2 separate regions of the Sus scrofa genome follow, and region 2 is linked to region 1. The links are chromatin contacts, called in public HiChIP or PLAC-seq maps. All regions are on one chromosome and are shown on one strand. The core of a region is the stretch at or near the end of the contact, and the rest is flanking DNA. Distances in the headings are between cores, read along the strand shown.

The links. HiChIP or PLAC-seq counts read pairs in DNA pulled down with a chosen protein or histone mark.
Region 2: an H3K27ac HiChIP or PLAC-seq map of skeletal muscle shows a contact between it and region 1, with 8 times the contacts expected there. The contact joins two enhancer-like sites. A contact is called at or near these places in 1 of 5 promoter capture datasets (liver), 17 of 47 Hi-C or Micro-C datasets (embryonic fibroblasts, epiblast stem cells, fetal heart ventricle and 10 more) and 2 of 2 datasets of contacts at active chromatin or transcription factors (alveolar macrophages and skeletal muscle).

What each region holds. Positions count from the first base shown.
Region 1 is chr8:2,010,850-2,016,708 of Sscrofa11.1, reverse strand. All of the region lies in intron 3 of RGS12 (regulator of G-protein signaling 12), which reads right to left. Among named protein-coding and RNA genes, the nearest start is that of RGS12, 42 kb to the right of the region's middle. Within about 2 kb of position 2,813, at least 28 of the 83 cell types and tissues checked have an H3K27ac peak or open chromatin away from gene starts, as enhancers often do. A contact at or near this core is called in omental adipose tissue and skeletal muscle, where this site is marked.
Region 2 is chr8:2,104,184-2,110,132 of Sscrofa11.1, reverse strand. It overlaps DOK7 (protein Dok-7), which reads right to left. Exons shown (of 11, transcript XM_021100945.1): 5 at 1,868-1,987; 6 at 119-235. Among named protein-coding and RNA genes, the nearest start is that of DOK7, 18 kb to the right of the region's middle. Within about 2 kb of position 2,717, at least 29 of the 83 cell types and tissues checked have an H3K27ac peak or open chromatin away from gene starts, as enhancers often do. A contact at or near this core is called in omental adipose tissue and skeletal muscle, where this site is marked.

The DNA of each region.
Region 1 (5,859 bases), core at 1,564-4,063:
CGACGCGCGAGCTCAGCTCCCCTCCCGCCCGCCCCCGGCACCACGAGGGGGTCCTGGTGTGCCTTCCCCACTGCCCCACGCAGGGAGGGAGGGAAGCATCTTCCTGTCTGTGCTCTGCCTCCTGTCTTTCTTCCCTGGGACCTGCAGTGGGGTTGGGGGCGCCATCCCCCCCGCGGCGCCTGCAGCCTTGACCGCCCCCGCAGCCGCCCCCGGTCCTAACACCTCTCCGCTCAGCAACACCCAGAGAAGAGGATTTAGCACCTTCTTACGGTGCAAGCTTTCCTTCCCCATCCCACGAAGAGCCCAGCGCCAGAAGGGAAAAGCCCCTTGGCATCAGCAGCTCTTTCCTGGCACCCTTGCCGCCCGGAGCCCGGCCTGGGCAGAGAGGCCCACAGACCCTCACAGCCCACTCACGACCCACACGAAGACTGCCTGAGAGCCAGGCCCCGCCACCTGCCACCCTGGGGGTCTGTAGTCACGCCCAGGACACACAGGAGGGCCTGACGTGGTCCAGCCCAGGGAGAGCCGGGTCAGACACCGCAGGGCGCCAGGCAGGGGTCCACACAGAAAGCCTTCTCTTCCTGTGACAGCTGCCCTGGTCTCCTGGGTCCCCGGTCCCCCTCTCGCCAGCATCTCGGGCTGAACTGCTCCTCGTGAAGGGGTGGAAACACAGCAGGAGGGGGTGTTGCTGGGGCACAGGGGCCCATAAAGTTCAAAGTCACTTGTGCTGGATCTTGTTTTTAAGTGACAGGTTCACGCGGGCGGGACAGGCGGGGGTTCCTTGGCCCCCTCTGTGCTCCGTGACAGGTTCACGCGGGCGGGACAGGCGGGGGTTCCTTGGCCCCCTCTGTGCTCCGTAGCGGTTACAGGACGTGGCCCAGCGAAGGCTGCAGAGCCTTCTCTCCCGTGAAAGGAGGCGCCCACAGCAGGCTTCCCCAGCGCATCCGCACTGCGGGCCGGGGCGGGCTCGCCCTGGGCCCTTCCTCTCTGCCCTGGAGGCCTCAGCACACTCTGCCCCCTTTCCCACCTGTCAGACTGCAGGACTGCACCTGCCTGCTGCCCCCGGCTTAAACCATGGCCACACCGACCAGACCTTGTGAACACTTATTTGCTGGGTTGAGCGTCTGAGAAATTTCAAAAGGAATCCAAATTATATAGGCAAGTACAAAGGCAGATTTCTAGTGATCTTTTTTCATTCACTCAAAGAACAAAATTTTCTAAACCTTACCTTTATATGCTATGGCAACAGAAATGCTGCCTACACACAGGTACAAATGACTAATGGTGACCCGGTCCACGGGCACAACAGACCCGAAGTTCCCTTTTCCAGCAGCACACGAGGTAGAATCTACAGGAACAGTGACCGCTCCTGCCCGGCGACGGCCAGAGGCAGGCACGCAGCAAGCACGCTCGTAAACATCAAAGCCGGTCCCCACCCTCTCAAGGCAGCCTTGCTAGTTACAAGGGGTTTTCAAAATACATGCTAAATATTTTTAAAACCCATCAAAATCTGCCCTTGCTGCTGCAGCCTAATTCTTGACCTGTCTAGCAGACTCATTTCTCCTTTCCAGTTAAAAGGAATGACGCTGTCATTTTTCTAAACCCAACATCCAAACCAGTCACTTCGGAGTAAGGAGTTTCTCCTGCCCCTCCCTCTGGAAGATTCTCCTTCGATATCAGGAGAGCACATCAAGATGAAACACCTCGCAGAAAAGAATGAATTTAAATCGGTACCCAGCAATTAGTGACAATCTTCTATAAATAATTTTCCTTTATTTTTGCCTTGACATCCACACAGCACAGCCACGGGAGGAACATAAAAATTATTATTACTATTACTATTATTATTTAGGCAAGAAATAGATTTATTTAGATAGGACGCTTGGGAGAGGTGCAAGCAGCCAGGCAAGGAGGCTCTGCCCTGAGAATCGGGGGGGCTACAGTTTTATGATCCAAGGGGAGTGCAGAAATTATTCTTTTTATTTCATCTCAAACCTCTTTAAAAAGGTTTAAAGGTTTAAAATTATAGTAAGTTCAACCTTAGAAGCGCAGACACGGATCAATCACTAAATATGATTGCCAGTAGTTCCCTATGTGTGTATATGAAGCACCGACCCGTGACATTTAAAAATGCGAGACAGATGTAACCGAATCACTTGGCTCCACACCTGAGACTAACACAGCCTCGTAAACCAACTCTGCTTCAACTTTAAAAAGAGAAGAAGTTAGACATAGAACAGTAATTTAAAGAGTATGTTCGGCTTTAATGCAATTATCCAGTGGAAATTGAGTATCTCGACAAAATTAATTCACTTATCTTCACAGTCTGTTACAATTACCACGCAGGGACCAGAAAAGCATCGCTGTTTTCTGTACGGCTGACTGGAACACAGGCAGTGTCCCCCGAGAGGCTGGCCCGGACCCAGCACAGCCGGCCCCCCACCCGGCCAGGCTCTGGGTGGTGGGCTGTGGTTGCAGAACCGGGCTTTGACCTCCCCAAACTCACTCCGGGCTCCACGATGGAAACACAAGAAAGACATCTTCAGAGTTTACACTTACGAGCTACTAAACAGGCAGAAAAAAAGCAGTAGCCCAGAAGCCGGGTAGCCTTACAATAATTCTAAGAGTTACATGGCGTGAACTTACCTGCTGACTGTTTAAAATCTGAGTCTCCTCTGGCAGCGCTTTCTCCAGATTCATCTTAAGTCAGGAAAACTTGCGACACACACAGGCGCGCAGACCTAACACACACGGCGGAGCCCGCCGCACGCCTGCGCCCGCCAGAAAGTTTAAAGACCCTGCGGCTGGGCTTCCAGTCCGCTCCCCTCGTAACCCATGGCAACAGGACACTGCAGGAAGCGGCGCTCTGCCAGGGATTCAGACTCTATCTCGATTGTCTCATACAAAGAAAAAAAAGCCGTTTACACAAATCTCGCTGTGAGATCATTTTTAAAGTATTTCCTCTACGGAATCAGAAGAACCAAACTGGAGCTGAGAGGGGCGGTTTCTCAGCACGGCAGCTGCAGAGGATGTGCTGCGCGGCCGCGCTGCAGTTCCAAGCCTTAATTACAGCGGCTGACGGGTCTATTATAAGCCTCCGTGCGCACGCGTGTGCCGCCGGCCCTCGGAATCGGCCCTGTTCCTAAAACCCGTCTCGGGCACCCACCTCTGTTCCACCATCTGCTCTGCCTGCCTTCCAACACCCGACCCAACCTGCACGGGAGGGAGCCGCGCAGGTCCCGGTTTTAAAAAGGAAGCAGGAATGTGGAGGAAACTGCTTCCAGAAGTTAGGCATGACGGCTAAGCTAAACTACCTGGCTTTGGGGAGGTCTGGGGTACACTGCTCCCCCCAAGGGCCTTTGCCGCCAAGATGTCTCAGCAGCAGGTGCCAGGGGCTCCTCGGAAGGGCTCCAGGAACCCCTCGTTCCAGTGTGTTGGACGGACTGGGCCTCAGGAAGCACCCTGCCCACGGCTGCAGGCACCGTGCCCGGGGCCAGCTCGAGGGATGACAGCCCTGGTGTGGGGTCAGGCTGCCAGCCAGAAGGCAACAAGCCCGCCCCCCCTCTGCCTTCCATGGGAGAAACGCGCCCTCAGCCAGCATCGGCGTCCAGGGAACGGAATCTGCGACACGGCCACGGGCTGTGTTTACTGCAAAAACACACCACACTGCCCAGGGGGGACATTCACAGACGAGGGGGCCCCGGTTCAGCTTCCTGGGACAGCTGCCCTCAGGAGACCCGCACACAATGACCGCGTGGAGGCAGGGACAGCGAAGGAGCAGAGGCCACCACAGCCACCCTCGCGGCTGCCGCCACCACGACCACTGAGCCTGGCTCTGGGGGCTGGGATGGACCTTCCAGGAGGAGGAGACGGTGGCCTGGGCCTGGCCGGGGGGAGGATGGGAGGCTGCCCCTCCCTGGAAGGGAGGCTCCAGGACACAAGAAGCCACTCCTTCCAGCTCCTGGGGTCCCATGGTGCCCACCTGGTCTGGGCAGGGGAGGCGTGCTCAGAGCCTGTCCTTGGGCCTCGCCTTGACGGGGAGTAGGGGGCGCCCTTACAAAAGGACCTCTGGCAGAGGGACGTCACCTTCACCCCCTCCCCCAGCAGCCTTGAGGCTGGGAGGTACGTGCCGGAGGCCTGCAGGGCAGGGACAGGCCCGGCCAGGCCTGCGGGCGGACACGCTGGACACAAGGACCTCACTGTCCTCCCCAAGCTCACACTCCCCTGCCCAGCCTCACCTTGTGCGTGCACACACACACACACACACACACACACACACACACACACACACGTCTGGAAAGATAACCAGGGGGTTTTCACCGTGGTCAGCTGAGCCATGACTGGGACCCTGGCCGTTCTCACGGGCTCCCGCGGGGCCTGTACTGACTGACAGGGTTTGGCAGTGGCCTCCTCGCCAGAGCACAGAGCAGCATCCTAGCCCCAAAAGCCCACCCTGGGAACGACCCCCAGGGATCAGGCACAGAAAGGGACTGCAGGACGGGCCAGGCCCACAGACCAGCAGAGAACCTCCTGCTGGGACCTGGGAGAACCAGCGCCCAGGAGCTAAGCCGCCCAGGCCACCACTTAGGTGCCACTCTTGCCTTTATTTTGAGCGTTTCAGATAGAAATACCCGTGTCCCTGCAGAAGCAGCATAATTTCACCTTGCGTGCGTGTGTTATGCATTTAGCCCAAAAAGCAGCCCGGGCCCATCAGGATCCACGTGTGGCTGTCGCCTCTGGGTTCTTCTGTCTCTTTGGGGTTTGCTGTCTCCTCTTTGGCTGCCAGTCTGCCCACAGGGCAAGCAGAGGGTGGGGCAGGAATCCGACCACGACCCCTGTGCTGGCCGGCGCCCTAGGCTGCCAGGGCCGGGCTGCCTCCTGGGGGAGGAGAGGTTCCCACAGCTCCCGGAAGCCAGTGACCAGGACACTCTGAGCACCGGCCACGCCCACCATCGCCCTCCTCACTGGCTGGGGACCAGGCCCAGCGCTGCCCCAACAAACGTGGCAAGTGCTCATTTGGGCGGGAGAAGGAAAGGCTGGCGGCGGCCTGGGGTGTGGCGCTGCCAGGAGGCCAAGGGAGCGCCAGCTGGGGCCGAGCCCCCCTCAGTCTCCAGCCTCAGGCCCCCCCTTTCCCTGGGCTGATGTCAGCGACGCTACTGGCAACCCTGGCAAGAAAGCAGGGTCTGGAAAGCCGGGGGTTCTCAGGGCACACGGGGGCCAGTCCCGGGGCTGGAGGGAGCTTAGATGCTACGTCTCTTGGCGGGCACCTGCCCAGGAGTCTGTCCTGAGCCGGGAATGGGGAGGAGAGCCCTGTGGGTTCAGGGGATGTGGGTCCAGCCAGAAGGGCAGAGGAGAGGGAGGCGGAGGGTGTACCAGCGGGAACAGGGGAGCCGGGCAGGGCGGCCACCCGTGGGAGCTGTATCCCAGGGCTGGGGACCTAACAAAGAACTCCTCCTGAGTTCTGGGTCCCCTCACAGCCATCACCTGCCTCCCAGGTGCCTCTCACGCGTCACCATCCCCCGCCCCACACCAGTCCTGGAAAGGGTGAAATTCACCTTCACACCCCTGACCCACCAAGGCTTCACGAGTCTCTGCCCCACCCTGGGCACAGCCAGCCTGGAGGGGACAGACAAGCATTTCACAAAAGGCTCAAGTCACGGAAGGGGGTGAGCAAGGACAACCTCAGAGGCCGGCTCGCGTCAGCCCCTCGCCCAGACCACCTCACGGCCCATACGGTCCCCCTAACTGCCGCCTTCCTGTCCCAGCACCCCCGTGCTCACTCTCAGCTCAGCCAACAGAGGGACTCTTTCCAAAATTGCCTCCTGCCCGGCCCGGCCCTGGACCCGCCTCCCCCCCCCC
Region 2 (5,949 bases), core at 1,468-3,967, 94 kb before region 1:
CTTCTGGTTGATCCATTGAGGGAATGAATAAATGAACCAGAGCTTGGAGCTTGGCGTAAAGGGGCGGCCTCGGCCCCAGGGCTGCTGCCCCACCCTCACAGCCCAGGCCTGGCCCTACCTCCACTGCCCGGCCGGCCGGGGTGGGAGAGGAGGCTGAGCCGCTTCTCCAGCTGCAGGGTTTCCAGGGCCTCCTGGGCCACGCGCTCCTCCACGGTGGGCGCCCCGGGGCTTGGGTCTGTGGCAGAGGGAGCGTCAGAGAGGAGGCAGCCACTGCTCGGGACAGCACGGTGAGCCCAGCATTGTCAGGACCATGTGGACCCCGGTCCAGCCCCAACGCCAGGACAGAGCCCCTGGGAGCCCCAGCTGCCCCCCATGCCAGCACCCCAGCCCCTGGACACCACTCTTAGGGTGCCCAAGCCACCCGTCCCCCAGACACTACCCTGTGACCTGTGCCCAAGGACAGCACCCCAACCACCAGCCGTTGTCCCCTGCCCCAAAGTGGACGGTCCCTGCAGGACTCAGGACACCAGGCACACCCTCCTGCTGCAAGAGCGAGGCAAAGAGATGCTAGAGGTGGACAGACTCGCGGCTCCACCACATGCTCTCCGTAAACATCCATGTTTGCAGAACGCGGGTGCAGAGACCGTGCACCCCAGTGCTCGTGGGACCAAGATGGGCGTGCACAGGGCATGCTCGGGGCCAGGTGGACCCCAATCCCCCATCCCCTCCTGGCTCTGCCCAGTCAGGTGGGTCCTGCCTCTGGGCCTGGTGTCCACGTGGGTCTGGCCAAGCAGCGCTCAGACAGAGAAGACAGTCCAAAATCCTAGAGCGTTGAGGCTGCAGACCCAGTGGAGGCCACATCTAGGGTCCCCCGTGATCACGTGCTTTAATGTGAGCCCGACGAGACTCGGAGGGCAGAGCCCCGCCAGCCCCATCCACACCCACTGCCTTCTGATCCCCGCCAGCAGCACAGCAGCTGCGGCTGCAGTTCAGGAATGTGCCAGCAGAGGGCGCGGTCGCCCCATCCAGCCGACCCAGGGCAGGGAGGCTCTGGTCACAGGAGCTGCCTCCTTCCTCCCCAGCCCCGTCCCTGGGGGCTGCTGGGTGGGGCTGGGGGTGGTGAGGGGCAGAGGCTGGGAGAAGGGGGCCTGGCCCTCACCAGCCCCTGCTTCCCTCGGAGGTCCGCTTGCCCCCTGCACTCAGCTGGGGTGCCCACGCTAGGAGGCCACAGATGTGGGCTCACTGTCCACCTGCCGCGTGGTCTCCCAGCTGGTCAGGGAGACAAGCACGGCCTCCCCGGAGTGAGGGGAGTGTCAGCAGGACCGCCTGGGTCGGGGGAAGCGGTGATGACCAGGACTAGCCTTTGCAGTGGGCCCTGAGGGGAGGGCGGCCCTCAGTCAGCGAGAGGAAGTGCCCAGGGAGCCTCCGGGGCCCAGTCTGGCCCTGGCCACAGCCGGGAAGTGGGGAGACCTGCCCCGTTCAGTGCAGCCTTTGCACCCACCCCCCAAGCTGCTGAGACCTCACCTCACAAGGCGGCTTCCAGCCCAAACGCCAGCTCAGACGGCACCAGCCCTGACCCCAGCCCCCTTTCTCAGGGACCTCAGACAAGGCCCCCACCCAGGCCTGGGAGACGGCCAGCTCGGCAGGATCTCCAGGTCCCCGGCCTCTTGCTGGTCAGCCCGGAACAGCTGCAGCGTAACTGTTCCAACGAGAAGCCGAGCCCCAGGGCATCCCCGCTGCTCAGACCGCGTGGAGGGGGCGCAGTGCGGATGTGAGTGGCCGGCCCCCTGGAGCCCCGAGGGGATCCCAGGGCAGGAGGGAGGCAGCCCACCCCCCCCCACCCTGCTGAATGGGTCCCCGCACACACCTGGGAGAAGCGGCCGCAGCCCAAAGGGGCCCCTGGTCGGGGAGATGCCTCGGACGATGCAGTCGAACAGGAAGCTGATCTGCTCACCCTCGGCCGAGGACAGGAAGAAGACCCCAGCCCCTGCGGAGAGGCCAGACCGGGTCAGCCTGGCCAGAGCACAGGGGGCCTGCAGGGTGGGCTCAGGGCCACGGGCCGTGGACGGCCACAGAAGCCAGAGCAAACCCGCGAGTTGTCCCCACACCCGGGCAGTGTCCCCAGAGCACCTCCTGGCCCCTGTCCTGGTGGCTCAGGCCACACGGCGGCTCCCCAGGCCCAGGGGCAGCAGCCCGGCCAGTCCCGGCTACAGGGCAGCAACAGGGCAGCAGAGGAAGTCCTGCCTGCTGGCCCTGGTCAGCCGACTCTCTAGAGAGCTGGGGTGGCTTCTGGAGGACGGGGGTGCGGGGCAGAAGCCCAGAAACTTCACGCTCTTTTGAGGGGTGGGGGCAGAGGGCACAGCCTGGGGAACCACCGCCAGCGGCGCCTGCCCGCCTTCCTCGCAGCCTCTCCTCTCCTCCTGGGCGCGTTTCCGGGGTGTGGGGCTGGGGCCCGGGGCACAGCTAAGGCTGAGGTCCTGCGGTGAGGGGTGAGCTCCCACTCACAGAGGGAAGGCCTGGCTGATCCCAGCCCCGGGGGGCTCGGGCAGAGGGGGCGCCTGGGGCCGGCAGCTGCTGCAAGGGAGCCAGGGCAGAGCAGCCGTGGGGGCCTGCGCTGGGCCGGAGCCCCGCCAGCGTGAATGAAGTCCCCAGGCCGAGTGAATGGGGACAGCAGGTCACGTGGGCTGGACGCCCAGCGTGGTGTCACCGCACAGGAATCCCTCAGCGGCTCGCCCTCTGCCCTTTGCCCAAAGAAAGACAGACGCCCTCTGGGGGAAGGCACAGTGGGGGCAGGGCGGGGGGAGCTGCCTGCACCAAATCCCAGGGACTCGGGCCAGCCCCACACGTGGCGACACCACTGTGCCCGGGCCGGTCACCCAGGGCCCCAACCGGTGACATGCCTGCTTTCAAGATGAGGAAACAGGCCCAGAGAAGCCACGTCCCGACCTCTGACTGGAGCAGGGTGAGGCCCACCCTGGCGCCCACCCGGGGCACCCGCGAGGCCCTCTTGGCCAAGATGCGTCAGCCGAGAACTTGTGCCAGGACCTTGGCCGCCGGTGGGCGGGCGGGAAGGAGGCCCCGTCCTGGCTGCCCAGCTCCCCCAGGGCCAGGCCTCTAATCCCAGCTTACAGGCAGCTGGCAGAGGCCACGGCACAGTCAGTCCTCCAACTATAAAAAACCACGTTTCGGAGGGAGTGGAGCCGGCGGCATTCCACCGGGCGTCTGCCGAGCTGCGCTCCGGGGAGCTGGAGGCCTGGGAGGGAGCATGGCCACCGCCCCGCCGCGTCCCCGGCTCCAGGTGCTCCTGCAGGGACACACGTCTCAGGGGCCTGCCTGAGCCTGGAGACCGAGGGACAAGGGCTCCCAGATCCAGTGCGGACCTCACCCCGACTCAGGCCCTGCTCCGCCCTGCGGCCCCCTCCCGGCCCCCAGCTCCCGAAGCGTGCCCTGACACCTCTCCGCGGGAGTGGCCAACCCCAGCCCACGACACCCCCACCCCTTGGCCACCTGTAACGCCCCTTCTCCTCTCCTGACCCCCGATCCCTGGCTGTTCACCTGGTGATCACTTCAGGGGACCCCACCTCTGAGGCGCACTCTGTCCAAACGACACTGTCACTCAGAAAGTTGGCGCCATCAACTGAGCCCCGTGGGATATTATTTTGCAGCATTTCCTGATAGAGTAAAAGTATCTACTAATTAAAATACCAGTTTTCTCTGCCCTTATTTTGAGAGAAAGAAGAAAAGTTCGGGAGTTCCTGCTGTGGTTCAGTGGTTAAGAACCCAACAGAGTGTCCGTGAGGATGTGGGTTCCACCCCTGGCCTCGCTCAGAGGGTTAAGGAACTGGCACTGCCATGAGCTGTGGTGTAGATGGCAAATGTGGCTCGGATCCTGTGTTGCCGGGACTGTGGTATAGACCTGCAGTTGCGGTTCCGACGCAACCCCTATGCCGGGAACGTGCACATGCCACAGGTGCGGCCCTGAAAAAGACAAAAAGATGAATGAAGCCTGTTCCTTCGAAATGAGGTTTGAAATGTTCCCTGACCACTTCAGACCCACTAAGAAGACGAAATTAAACACAAACTAAAACAAAACAGAAAACAACCAGTGCCGGCGAGGATGCGGAGAAAGCCGCGTCCTCCTCGCTGCAAGGGGGACGCCAAGGGCGGCAGCTCCTCAAACGATTAGACAGAACGACCGTCTGACCCGGCAGTTCTGCTTCCGAGAGAAGGAAAAGGAAGGTCTCCAAGACGCGGTCGCAGAGCCACGTTCGGAGCAGCAGGTTTTCACAAGAACTGAAACGTGGACGCAAGATCCAAGCTCGGTCGGCGGATGGACAGATAAACACGCGGCCCCTCCACACAGCACCTGATTCAGCCGACAGGGGCCGTCCTGACACGGGCCGCGACGTGGGTGAGCTCTGGGGACGCGGTGCCAAGGGAGAGAAGCCGGTCACAGAAGGACGGACCCTGCGTGAGTCCACGCGGTCCCTTCGCAGAAAGCAGAGGGTGGCCGTGGAGCGGGGCCGGAGCAGGGACCAGGGCTGAGGGCTTAATGGGAGATGGAGCCGCTCTGGCCGTGCGGGAGCCTCACTGCCACTGAACCACACGCTGAAAATGGTTTAAACGGTAGATCCTGTGTATTGTGTATTTTGCCCCAGTAAAACAAAACCAAAACCAAACCGCAAACACCGCCTCCAAGAAGCAGGTTCTGTCCCCCGCCCGGTGAGCCACCTCCCCGCCTCCAGCCCATCCTCTCATGGGCACCATCACCGACGGGCAGGGGCAGCCAGGCAGTGGAGGGCATCTGACATCCTCGAGGCGGCTCCCTCCAGGGGCGCGCCCCAACCCCTGGGACAAGGACCCCATGCACCGCTGGGGGCACCCCACACATCTTGAGCAGAGAGCAGGTGTCAGCCTCGGCCCTGGGCTCCATCCCTGAGCGGGCACGGGCCTCAGCATCCATGACCCACCAACACCCCGCCCCTGCCGTCCGGCCAAAGCCATTCCTGGGTGACTTGCCTTCCTCTGGTGCTGCCCCCAGCCCCCCTGACAACGGCTGTACTGGGCCCACCTGCCCATGTGAGAGGCTCCCCAGGGCAGGCCTGGGATCTAGTCTTTTCTGCTTGCCAGCCCAGTTCTCAAAAACAGCGTCCTGAATGAGCCAGCAGCGGGGCGGGCCAGCCCCACCCCCACAGGCCCCCCAGGTCAGGTGCACAGCGAAGGAGAGCAGTGGCCTAGAGCCACCAGTGTCCTCCCACACCTGCTTTGGGACAGGGAGCTGAGGTGCCCACCAGGGGCCAGCGGTGGGGACTCAAACCCAGTCCCCACCCTTTCCTCACCCCCTGGGGCCACGCCACGCTGACTCAGAGGGGCAGGTGGGAAGGACATTGCTCAGAAGGGCCTCCACCACGGGGAGAATCTGCACGAGCACATGCACGCGCACACCCCCCCCACACACACACCCCTCGCCAGCCCAGAGCCATCACGGAAGGGGGGCTGCTCCCACCCGCCCAGCCTGTGCTCCCGTGTTAGGGGTCGAGGAGGAAACTGAGGTTCAGGGAGCCCGAGACGTGGCTGGGGTCTGGGGAGCCCGCCGACGGGTCTGCCGCGGTGAAGGGGCCCTCGCGCCCAAGGACCCGTGCTCTCGCATTTAGAGACATGCGAGGACGCTCGCGTGCCATCACGTCCAGACGGTCCCACGAGGCCCCTCTGCATGCCCCCAAGGAGGCCACTGGGCTGCTTTTCTGGGAGGGAACAGACTGAAGCCAAAGGCCCCCAGGAGGACGGCCAGCACCTGCTGAGAGCCGGAAGGTGTCTGGATGACCGTGCCAGGCAGAGTGGGGCCAGAGCTCAGTTCCACAACGCCCAGAAGGACAGAGCAGGCCAAGGCTGCGACAGTCCGTGCCTCAGTTTCCCCGGCTGTGAAAGGGGAGGTGCACCTCTCGCGGA